Regions from separate parts of the Sus scrofa genome. Here region 2 is linked to region 1. The links are chromatin contacts, called in public Hi-C maps. All regions are on one chromosome and are shown on one strand. The core of a region is the stretch at or near the end of the contact, and the rest is flanking DNA. Distances in the headings are between cores, read along the strand shown. Region 1 overlaps LOC110259422 (a long non-coding RNA gene). Region 2 overlaps LOC110259422 (a long non-coding RNA gene).

What was found. Hi-C and Micro-C count contacts between places; a contact is called where the count stands out from the background.
Region 2: a contact with region 1 is called in a Hi-C map of skeletal muscle, with 3 times the contacts expected there. The contact joins two enhancer-like sites. A contact is called at or near these places in 1 of 47 Hi-C or Micro-C datasets (skeletal muscle) and 1 of 2 datasets of contacts at active chromatin or transcription factors (skeletal muscle).

The regions. Positions count from the first base shown.
Region 1 is chr2:97,001,840-97,006,724 of Sscrofa11.1, reverse strand. The region is part of intron 4 of LOC110259422 (a long non-coding RNA gene); the gene reads left to right. Among named protein-coding and RNA genes, the nearest start is that of CETN3, 590 kb to the left of the region's middle. Within about 2 kb of position 3,439, at least 5 of the 83 cell types and tissues checked have an H3K27ac peak or open chromatin away from gene starts, as enhancers often do. A contact at or near this core is called in skeletal muscle, where this site is marked.
Region 2 is chr2:97,146,469-97,151,005 of Sscrofa11.1, reverse strand. All of the region lies in intron 3 of LOC110259422 (a long non-coding RNA gene), which reads left to right. Among named protein-coding and RNA genes, the nearest start is that of CETN3, 440 kb to the left of the region's middle. Within about 2 kb of position 1,440, at least 1 of the 83 cell types and tissues checked has an H3K27ac peak or open chromatin away from gene starts, as enhancers often do. A contact at or near this core is called in skeletal muscle, where this site is marked.

The DNA.
Region 1 (4,885 bases), core at 2,190-4,689:
GGCCTACACCACAGTGGGATCTGAGCGGCATCTGTGACCTACACCATAGCTCATGGCAATGCTGGATCCTTAACTCACTGAACAAGGCCAGGATCGAACCTGCGTCTTCATGGATACTAGTCAGATTCGTTAACCACTGAGCCACGGCAGGAACTCCTGCGAAGGTTTTTTTTCTAATACATGTCTCAAATTGAGGCTGGGGCCTCTTGATATCATGGTATATTCCAATAATCCCAAATTTCAGACCCTGAGGACAGATAATTTTGCTCCTGCATGTTAGTAACATCAAAACCTCAAATCTAAGAAATTCAAGGTCCCAAGAAGCTCACTAGACCTTCATTTTGATGTGGATTATTAATATCTAGTCCAAGCCATAGGGCACATTGAACCCATTTGTGGTGGAAAAACTTCACATACAGCAGATATTAACAGGAAACTTCAGAGTTCTCTGAACTCTCTATTTTGTTAAAAAATTTAAAGAATATCCTTGAAAGATACAGGGAGTCAAATTGCCTAGTTTAAATAAGAGAAGTACGCAGAGACTCTGTAATTCCACACCTGCTTCTGGCCAGCCATGGCCTCTCGGGCTTTAAAAAAATGACTCAACTTTTCTCAGACCTATTTTGGATCCCTGCTGCAGAAACCTTCTGAATGAAATAAATGTCTTGCAGTTGATATCCTGCTTCAAATCTACTTGGTGCCTCAAACAGCAGGGTGTCTAGAAATACTAGTCTCTGCTATGAGAGCAGAAATCTTAAAGAGCCATGCAAATTGGATCCACCCGGTCCTTAACTTGGGCCAATTCTCCCACAGTATGTGCAGACACATTCTTAGTTGACTTGACTGCATAATAGAGATAATTATAAGCACTTACTTATCTCACAAGGGTCTACTGAAGATTAATTAGTTAATGTTGGCAGACCAAAAGTGCAATATATGTGCTAAGTATTATTATTATTACTGTGCCACTTATCTTGAAAGAATGTTGTTTCTGAAGTCATAGTGCCTATGTGCCATCTGCTCACAGCAGCCTTTACCATCTCTCTACTCAGAGACTGAATCCGGTATCTGAATAAATAGATGTGCTCAAAAAAAATATATCACACCTCCATCTGTGCTTATGGAATACGAATTCAGACATAGGCAGAAATGCAAATCAATCACAAGTGGAGAGGCTTCTCCAGTGCCCAGAGTCACATTTTGAGATGTTGCTCTAATATTCTTGCTTTTCATTTTAGAATCCGCTAACTCACGATGCGAGGCTTCTGTGAAACTCTCTCTTCTGCATCTGAAATAGGGTGTCACGTTAGAGGCCTGAACTGCCTTCTCTTTTGTTCCCAGAGAGTTGAAAGAGAAAACTTCCCTAGAACACGTTTACTGCCTATCTTTTGTAGAAATTAGCTCCATGATTTTAAGTGTTTTAGATATTAGTATAATTATTAGCAGCTAATGAGTTTTTAAAGGCTCCTACATGAAATCATGGTTTTGAAATTTCCCTCCTGCTAGAATTCTAACTAGGTTACAGACAACATGACATGATCTATGACCCATTTTTCCGAATGACTAAAGAATGAAGATACAGCTTCTTATGAATAAGCGCTCCTTCCCGAACATGACAGGGCACTGCAATTGTGAAAGCTCTGAAAATCAGAGAGATTAAAACCTTGAACTAAAATTATCCAAATGTTTCACGCATGCCACTGCAGTAATATAAATACCATTCTTTGCATTTGAAAAAGTTATTGGTATCACAATTATCATAGATATTTAATATTCTTCCACAGTAGGTGGCTCAATGGAATTATTTCTTCCTCCATCATCCTACCAGCTTTTCCTTGAGTCAGCTGCAGAAAGTAAATTTATCTTCTATTCGAAACTTGCCTCATTTGATCCATATACACAGGATAATTCCAGTAACATTTTTGTTTAGCTTTATCTATTTTTTTTTCTTTTGTATCCAGTTTGTTCACAAATTTCTCATCTAATCCACGGGAATGCTAAAACATCTTTTATGGTGCTTGTGGAATTAATCAAGTAGGAAATAAATTCCGGTTCATTAAAGCTTCTGTGACCTGTTATATGCATAACCTGATCTCATGTAGGATGCAAGTAACATTTGAATTCAATTCATCTAATCTGAATTATGCATCCATCTTATGAAATCATTAGGTTTTAGGAATATTAAGAGGAATGAAATACCATGCCTAGTCTCCACTTGGAAGATAAATCTATAACTAACTATATTGAAATGATAGGTTCCAAACTAGGCAATTTGAGTATGTTTTGAGAGAGCTCAGAAGAGGGAATGATTCATTCTCTTGAGAGTCAGGAAAGAGACTTTCAGAAGGCTTCAGATAGATGATATTCGAATTGGGCTGTAAGGAATGAAAACAGCATCGGGAGGTGGAAAAGACATTGAAGGCACACTTGTCTATTCTAACTCTATACTTCCAAGCAGACTGATACGTCCTTGAACTACACTGTCCTATCCTGTTAAAAATGAGCCCTGGACACACTTCACCTTTTAAAAAACTTTGTTCTTACTTAGACTCTTCGAGTTTACTCCCTTCTTAAATCTCAGATCCCTTGACCTAGTTTTCAGTTGCTTGTTCCTACACTTGAAAAATAGATGTCTTTCCCAATTTTGAACTTCCCCTTGGACATAGTTTTAACTATTTCCAAAAGCACAGCGTTCCAGATATCACCCACCTGATATCCCTGCAAAGTTCACATTGGACACCTAGAGGGAACTTGAATATTTTCAGGCAGAAGAAACTATAGGAAAAAGGCATGACAACAAAGGTCAGGACTTGTGTGAGGAAAAGCAAGCCTTCGGGTGGGGCCAAAGCTCTCTGTTCCCTCAGGCATCAGGACATTTGACAGAATGATGTAACCAACCCTACAATAGCAGTGATACTGTGAAATAGCACAGGTAATCCTACACTAGCAATGCTTTAGCCCATCCCTTAGAAAATGCTAATTATAGATGGAGTATGCACACACAAATAGTCTTAACTCCCTAAACAACCCTGACATCATTTCTTCTTCGAGAAGATGGTCTAATCTGTAATTTCTTGAACCAAGATTCTGCTCATTTAGTGGTCCAAGTTTCTCAGGGAATAGCTCTTTAGAACATCTAAAAAAATTAAATATTTTGTATACTTCCTGATTACTAATTTGTAATCATAGAGTGGATGTAAAAGGATTCAGTGGCTTGAATCTTGGGCATTTTAGAGCCTGGTTGCCTTTGCCAATCCATTTTGTTAGTGATACACTAATATCCCATCAGATAGGAAGTTGAGGTTGCAAGCTAGATTTGCTGATCTTTAATGGTACTTACATTATTGGATAGACCAAGAATCTGAAACCCCTGTGTCCCCTCAGGAATAAGGATATGATGGAGTGGGGCTAGCTCAGAAGGCTTGCAGCAAGATAACTTATGCAGTGCCTGCTCTGTAGACTAAAAAAGGGAGTCTGGACTCAGGGCTGTAAATTTGGCACTGTCCATGAGTTCTAAATTGACTTTAAAATGAATGAGGTAATGGAATACTCAGACAGAAGGCTCACCCATTATAGAAATACACCTCAAATTGGTCCTTCTTTTGGTAAAGGCTAAGGAGTACTTCGAGTTAAAACTTGGCAAATTATTTGCTTACCAGGTCTTGCTGGGATTTGAATTAACTGTTACAATGATAAAAATTTTCCTAGAAACTAAATAAAAAAGCCAATATAAACGTTACAGAAAGGCTTCAGAAAATTTCAGAATTAACCATTTGATCTAGTTAGCACCTCTAGTTTTGTTGGTATAGTCCATTTAAAACAGCTTTCTATGAGGGGATAAAGAGTGAAATTGAAGCAAATTACACATATGGCATGGGCCTATCTATTTATGTAATGGAAGAAGAGGCAGAAAACAGAGAGAGGAAAATTAGAAGAAAAGAGAAAGCATGAAGAAACAAATAAAATGCTCCTTTAGCAGACCAGAGACATTCTCAATCAGCTCATTAAAAACAACAACAAATTAAAGAGTATTTAAAAAGCATTCAAAACCCATCCAGCTGAATATAACCCACATGTCTCTGTGAGATTTTCACATTGGTCAGGAGTCGCTTAGTGAATTGAGACCCTATTAAGTTGCATGTGGTTTCCATTCTCTTGATTTTATAGCTTTTTAGAATTTACTTTGGATCTGTTGGGACCTCTAATCATTTTCTGGCCTGAAGATGCTATTGCAGACAATACCACAAAGATAATCTCTCTCATATAGTCATTCCGTCACACTAAAATCCTGGAATCTATTCAACATTAATGTGTCATAATTTAATCCTCACAACCATGTTATAAACTTGTTACCCATCTCTATTTTGTCACTCAGTTGAGGCTGTTAAGATTGAATAACTTGCCCAAATAAGTGGTACAACATCTTCAAACCAAGATTATCTAAATATAATTCCTACACTGTTTCCTCTAAATCACACACATGCTACTAAGTTCTTATAAGTTCATTTATATATATGTATCTTTATGCAGTTGCATTATTAGAATTTAGAAAGATTACCATGATCATTGAACATCTCTTTGCCTTTCCTTGACCTCCAGATTTATTTTTGCCTTTAGCCGGCAAATATTAAGGTGGGAAATTATGACATGAAATCTTATCAAACTTGTACTACTTCTGTCAAATTTATTGGTCACTGCCAAATAATGAAAATAGGAAGTTTATAAAGAGACTAATGCTTATTTTAACCTATAGTTTTTAATTTTTTAACTTAAAAAGTGATGTATATGTGCAAAAAATTCCAAACTGTGAAGGTTTTGTAATGTGAAAAATGATCCTTCCTCCCATCCTTGCTCTGTACTCCCAGTTTTCGAGTTAGAGTCTTTT
Region 2 (4,537 bases), core at 191-2,690, 150 kb before region 1:
CTTAACCAACACTGGTGATTCCTAGCCTGGGTGCCAAGGGACCATGAGGAGTGACGGAGTTATTGGATGGGGACCACCAATCCATATGTGAACAAGCCTTTTTTTGTAATCTGAATAAATATTTCTAACATGAAAATGTACTGTGTTTTTTTCTAAATACATGTAAATCAATAAAATACAAATATATTTCAAATTAATATTTAATTCATTTATATTTTCTCCATTAATGGAGAGTATTTTTTACCTTGTAATTGGCAGTGCCCACTGAATTAAATTTTAAGACAAGATGATATTACTGGCCACAGTACCTCATTGACACCAAATTGAAAGGATTTTTTTTTTTTTTTATATCTGTGTTGTGAGTTGGTCATCAGTAATTTCACATTATTTTGATCAGCAGCATACTACTCTTAGTAATATAAATAACAACAATTATAATAGCTATTGCATTACATGCTGGCACTTGTTAGTTTATGTGCCAATTCTGTAAAGTAATTGTTATTATTTCCATTTCACCAAGAGGAAACCAAGTCTAAGAGAAGTCAAGTGCATTGCCTTAGGATGAACAGCAAACTAGTTGGTAATGATGGCCTAATTTGGCCATCTGACTCTGAGGGCCCTTCTCTTTTACTCCATCATATCACAGAGGATAATATGAGAAAAAAAATGTATACACACACACATATGACTGGGCCACTTTGCTGTACAGTAGAAATTGACAGAACACTGTAAATCAAGTATAATGGAAAAAATAAAAATCATAGGGAAAAGAAGACTTAAAAAAAAGGAACAAAAAACAAGCAATGGTATGGAAATTTAAAAGTGTAGAAAAGAGGAGTTCCTATTGTGGCTCAGTGGGCTAAGATCCCACCACAATGTCTGTGAGGATGTGGGCTTCATCTCTGGCCTCGCACAGTGGGCTAAGGATCCTGTGTTGCTGCAAAGCTGTGAACACAGCTCCATTCTGGCATTGCTCTGGCTGTGGCATAGGCCAGGGGCTGCAGCTCCAATTTGACCCCTAGCCTGGGAACTTCCATATGCCATGGGTGCAGCCTTAAAAAGAAAAAAAAAATGTGTAGAAGGGAAAAGAAGGAAAGAGCTGCACGCCCTCACAGACTAAAACTTAGGAGATCTGGGGCCTTATCAGTAGGGCCTCTGAAGGTTTTCAGCTCATTAATATCTGTGGTGAAATATGTGCCAGCCTCACCTACTCCCTCTCTTCTGCATCCTTCATCTCATTATTCTCCCTTCCATTGTGGAAAATCCTACTGTTTGTTTACAATCCAGAGTTTTAAAGAGGCTGAACTAAAATTGGCTGCTTCTGGGACATCCCTGCCAATGGATGGGATCCAAATTGGCTCTGCCATGGAGAGGCAGCTATGCCCACATAAGGATATTTTGGCTTAGTGCTTCTGTCATCTTGTTGCCAGGCAGACAATCATCCAGGAGTGGGAAAACCCAGCCAGGGCAAATGTTTACAGCTAGAGTGGTCAGCCGGTTAGAGCACTAGTCTGAGGAAAGACTGTCTGGATGTTATGTTTGACTCCTCATGGGAAGCACTTAATAATGTTCGACAAATCACTTAGCCTTTTAGTCCTCAGTCTGATGGACAAGGACTGCAGTATATATACCTCCTACCTTCCTGGGGATTTTTTTAGTGTTCAGTTTATTTCCCCCAGTCCTGACAATATAGGAAATAACAACTTTCTTTTCTGATTTGAAAACAGGGTAATAATTTTCTTTGCAGCTTTTCTAATGTTATAGTCAAGTTGAGGAGAAAGAACAATTCTCTCAGCCTTAGAAGGAAGTCTTCCCTTTAAATATTTTTCATCAGCTAATATATTACCTGAAGATGGGAAGAAAGGGTATGTGTACAAAAATCACATGTAGAAACCATATTTGTAATATATATATATATATATATATATATATATATATATACAGTATTTATGTAAAGATGTCTTTATCTAGACATTCCAGCCTAGCTCCTAGTTAAGCCACAACTTTTGTAACAGGAAAGCAAATCAGATTTGACTACATTGGCTGTTTAACTGAAGGAGCCACACAGATGGAAAAGAAGCACAGACAAATTGCTTTTGGCTCTGCTTTCCTTTATAACAACATCAGATATTTTTAGTTTCTTTCTCTTTATGCGTTGTGCATGTTTCTGCCTCATATAGAAAGTCATTGCACATTGTCTTCATCAGTTTTGCCACCCTCTGTGAACAGGCCCATTTAGCTTTTCATTTACCCCCAAATTCCTGAGATCCAAAGATCCCATGGGCAAGTCTGTTTTTCACTTGTAAACGATGGGCAGATAGAAATAACTTAATGTCATGGAAACATTATTTATAGAATAGAGAATCTTATACTTTGATCTCATGGTAGATGTATATTTCTGATTAACACAAAGGACTTTTCCAAGCTGGGTAGAGCTATACACCACCTTAATTCTAGTACTTAGAGTAGACCTTTTCTCCTATGACACACCCTATGTTAATATAATGAACTGTGAGCGTCATTAAAAATTATTTAGGTAACGTTCACATGAGCCCTTCATAAATTGCTCACTTTGCTCTCACTCTCTTGAACTTTCTCATTTGTGAATAGCAATAGTAGTTATTTTCATATCCAAATTCCTTGTGATATTACAGTGTCAGTTTGGAAAGAGAATGGCTGCATGTTTCATCCTCTCATCATTATTATCCTCCAAAACTGGTCTATGAGCAAGGACTTAAAAACATAGGACTCAAACAAAGGGACTTCTTTAAAAGTTAGTCGTAGAGTGCCATTCGACCAAGCAATTTCACTCGTAGGATCTACCACAAATTTGTGTTCATATAAATATCTGTTGATCAATATTTATAGCAGCATTATGAATAATAGTCCCAAATTGGAACCAATCCAAATGTCTATCAGCAGGGAACAGAATAAAGAAAATGTGGTATATCCATATAATAGAACACAATTCAGGAATAAAAATTAACAAACTACTACTGATGCTTGAAACAACAGAGGTTATACTAAGTGAAAGAAGCCAGAAAAAAAGACTATATACTACATGATTAAATATACATGGAGGGACTTCTGGTTGTGGCTCAGTGGTAACAAACCCTGCAGTATCCATAAGGATGCAGGTTTGATTCCTGTCCCTGCTCAGTGTGTTAAGGATCCTGTATTGCTGTGAGCTGCAGTGTAGGTCACAGAAGTGGTTCAGATCTGGTGTTGCTACAGCTGTGGCGTAGGCTGACAGCTGTTGCTCTGACAGGGAACTTCCATGCGCTGTGGGTGCAGCCCTAAAAAAAAAAAGAAAAAAAAATACATGAAATTTCCAGAAACAGAAAATCTTTGGAGGAAAATGCAGATCACTAGCTGCCTAGGATAAGAGACAATAGTGGAGATTAATTGCAAAGGACAAGAGGTAACTTTTTGGAATGATAAAAAATTTTAAACTCTTTAATGGTAATGGTTGCACAATGGTATATATTTATTAAAAGACCATTGACCTGATACTAAGAATAGGCAAATTTTACAATATGCAAACTAACCGTAATAAGGCTACAATTCTGAATGTTCATTAGTTTCTAGAGCTCTGTATATACCTCATTACAATTTTGCATGCTGTGTGTTTCAGGAAAATTAGAGTTGGTGTGTGTGTGTGTGTGTGTGTGCGTGTGCGCGTGCGCGTGCGCGCGCGCGCGTGCGCACATGTGTGAGAGAGATTGTGAGATAGGTACTCCTCTCCCCAGTATATTCCAGCTTTGATGGAATTCTGCTTCTTAAATATGCTACATTCCCTTCTGCTCCAGGAAATTGTTCTGCACATGATATAACTTGCTGTCCCCTTTCCAACATACTTTTCAAGGGTGGATCCTTTTCTTTCAGGTTGTTGCTAATGTTACCTCCTCAGAGAGGGCTTCCCTAGCTTTGTGAAGGAGATTCCTAGCCGTGATGATATTTTTTGGCCACTTGTGAATTTCTTTCATAGAATTTAACCCAACTTTGAGTTGATTTCATTTATGCATGTATGCGTGTGTGTGTGTGTATAATATATATATATTTAATGTTCTCTTTTATAGGAAAAAATAAGGCCTGCGAATAGTAGTATAACATAGTAATTGCTACAGTGTGGGTATTTAATATTTTGTGAGGAATTAGTCAGTTAATAGGAGTATTCCCTTGTGTTAAACCATGAAAGTCTAGAAAACTCCTCAATAATTTAGGTAAGCCTGCATCCTAGTTGTGTTTTTAAGGACTTATTTAGTCATGAGTGGACTTTCCTCATCTAGCAAATACTGCTATTCCTGGGAATACTCTGGAAATAACCTGATATTCTGAGGACTTCTGAGCAAGTCTTGACTGGGAGAGCATGCTGGTATCTGTAAGGGACACTCTAGCTTTTTCTTATCTTTCTTTTAAACTATCACGTAACCCTGGGAGGCACTGAGGCTCCAGATTTTTTCAGTGCCCTGGAATTACCAGTTGCTAAATATTGTTTTTTGACACCTCATCAAGCTCTTTTAAAAACCTAATTTTA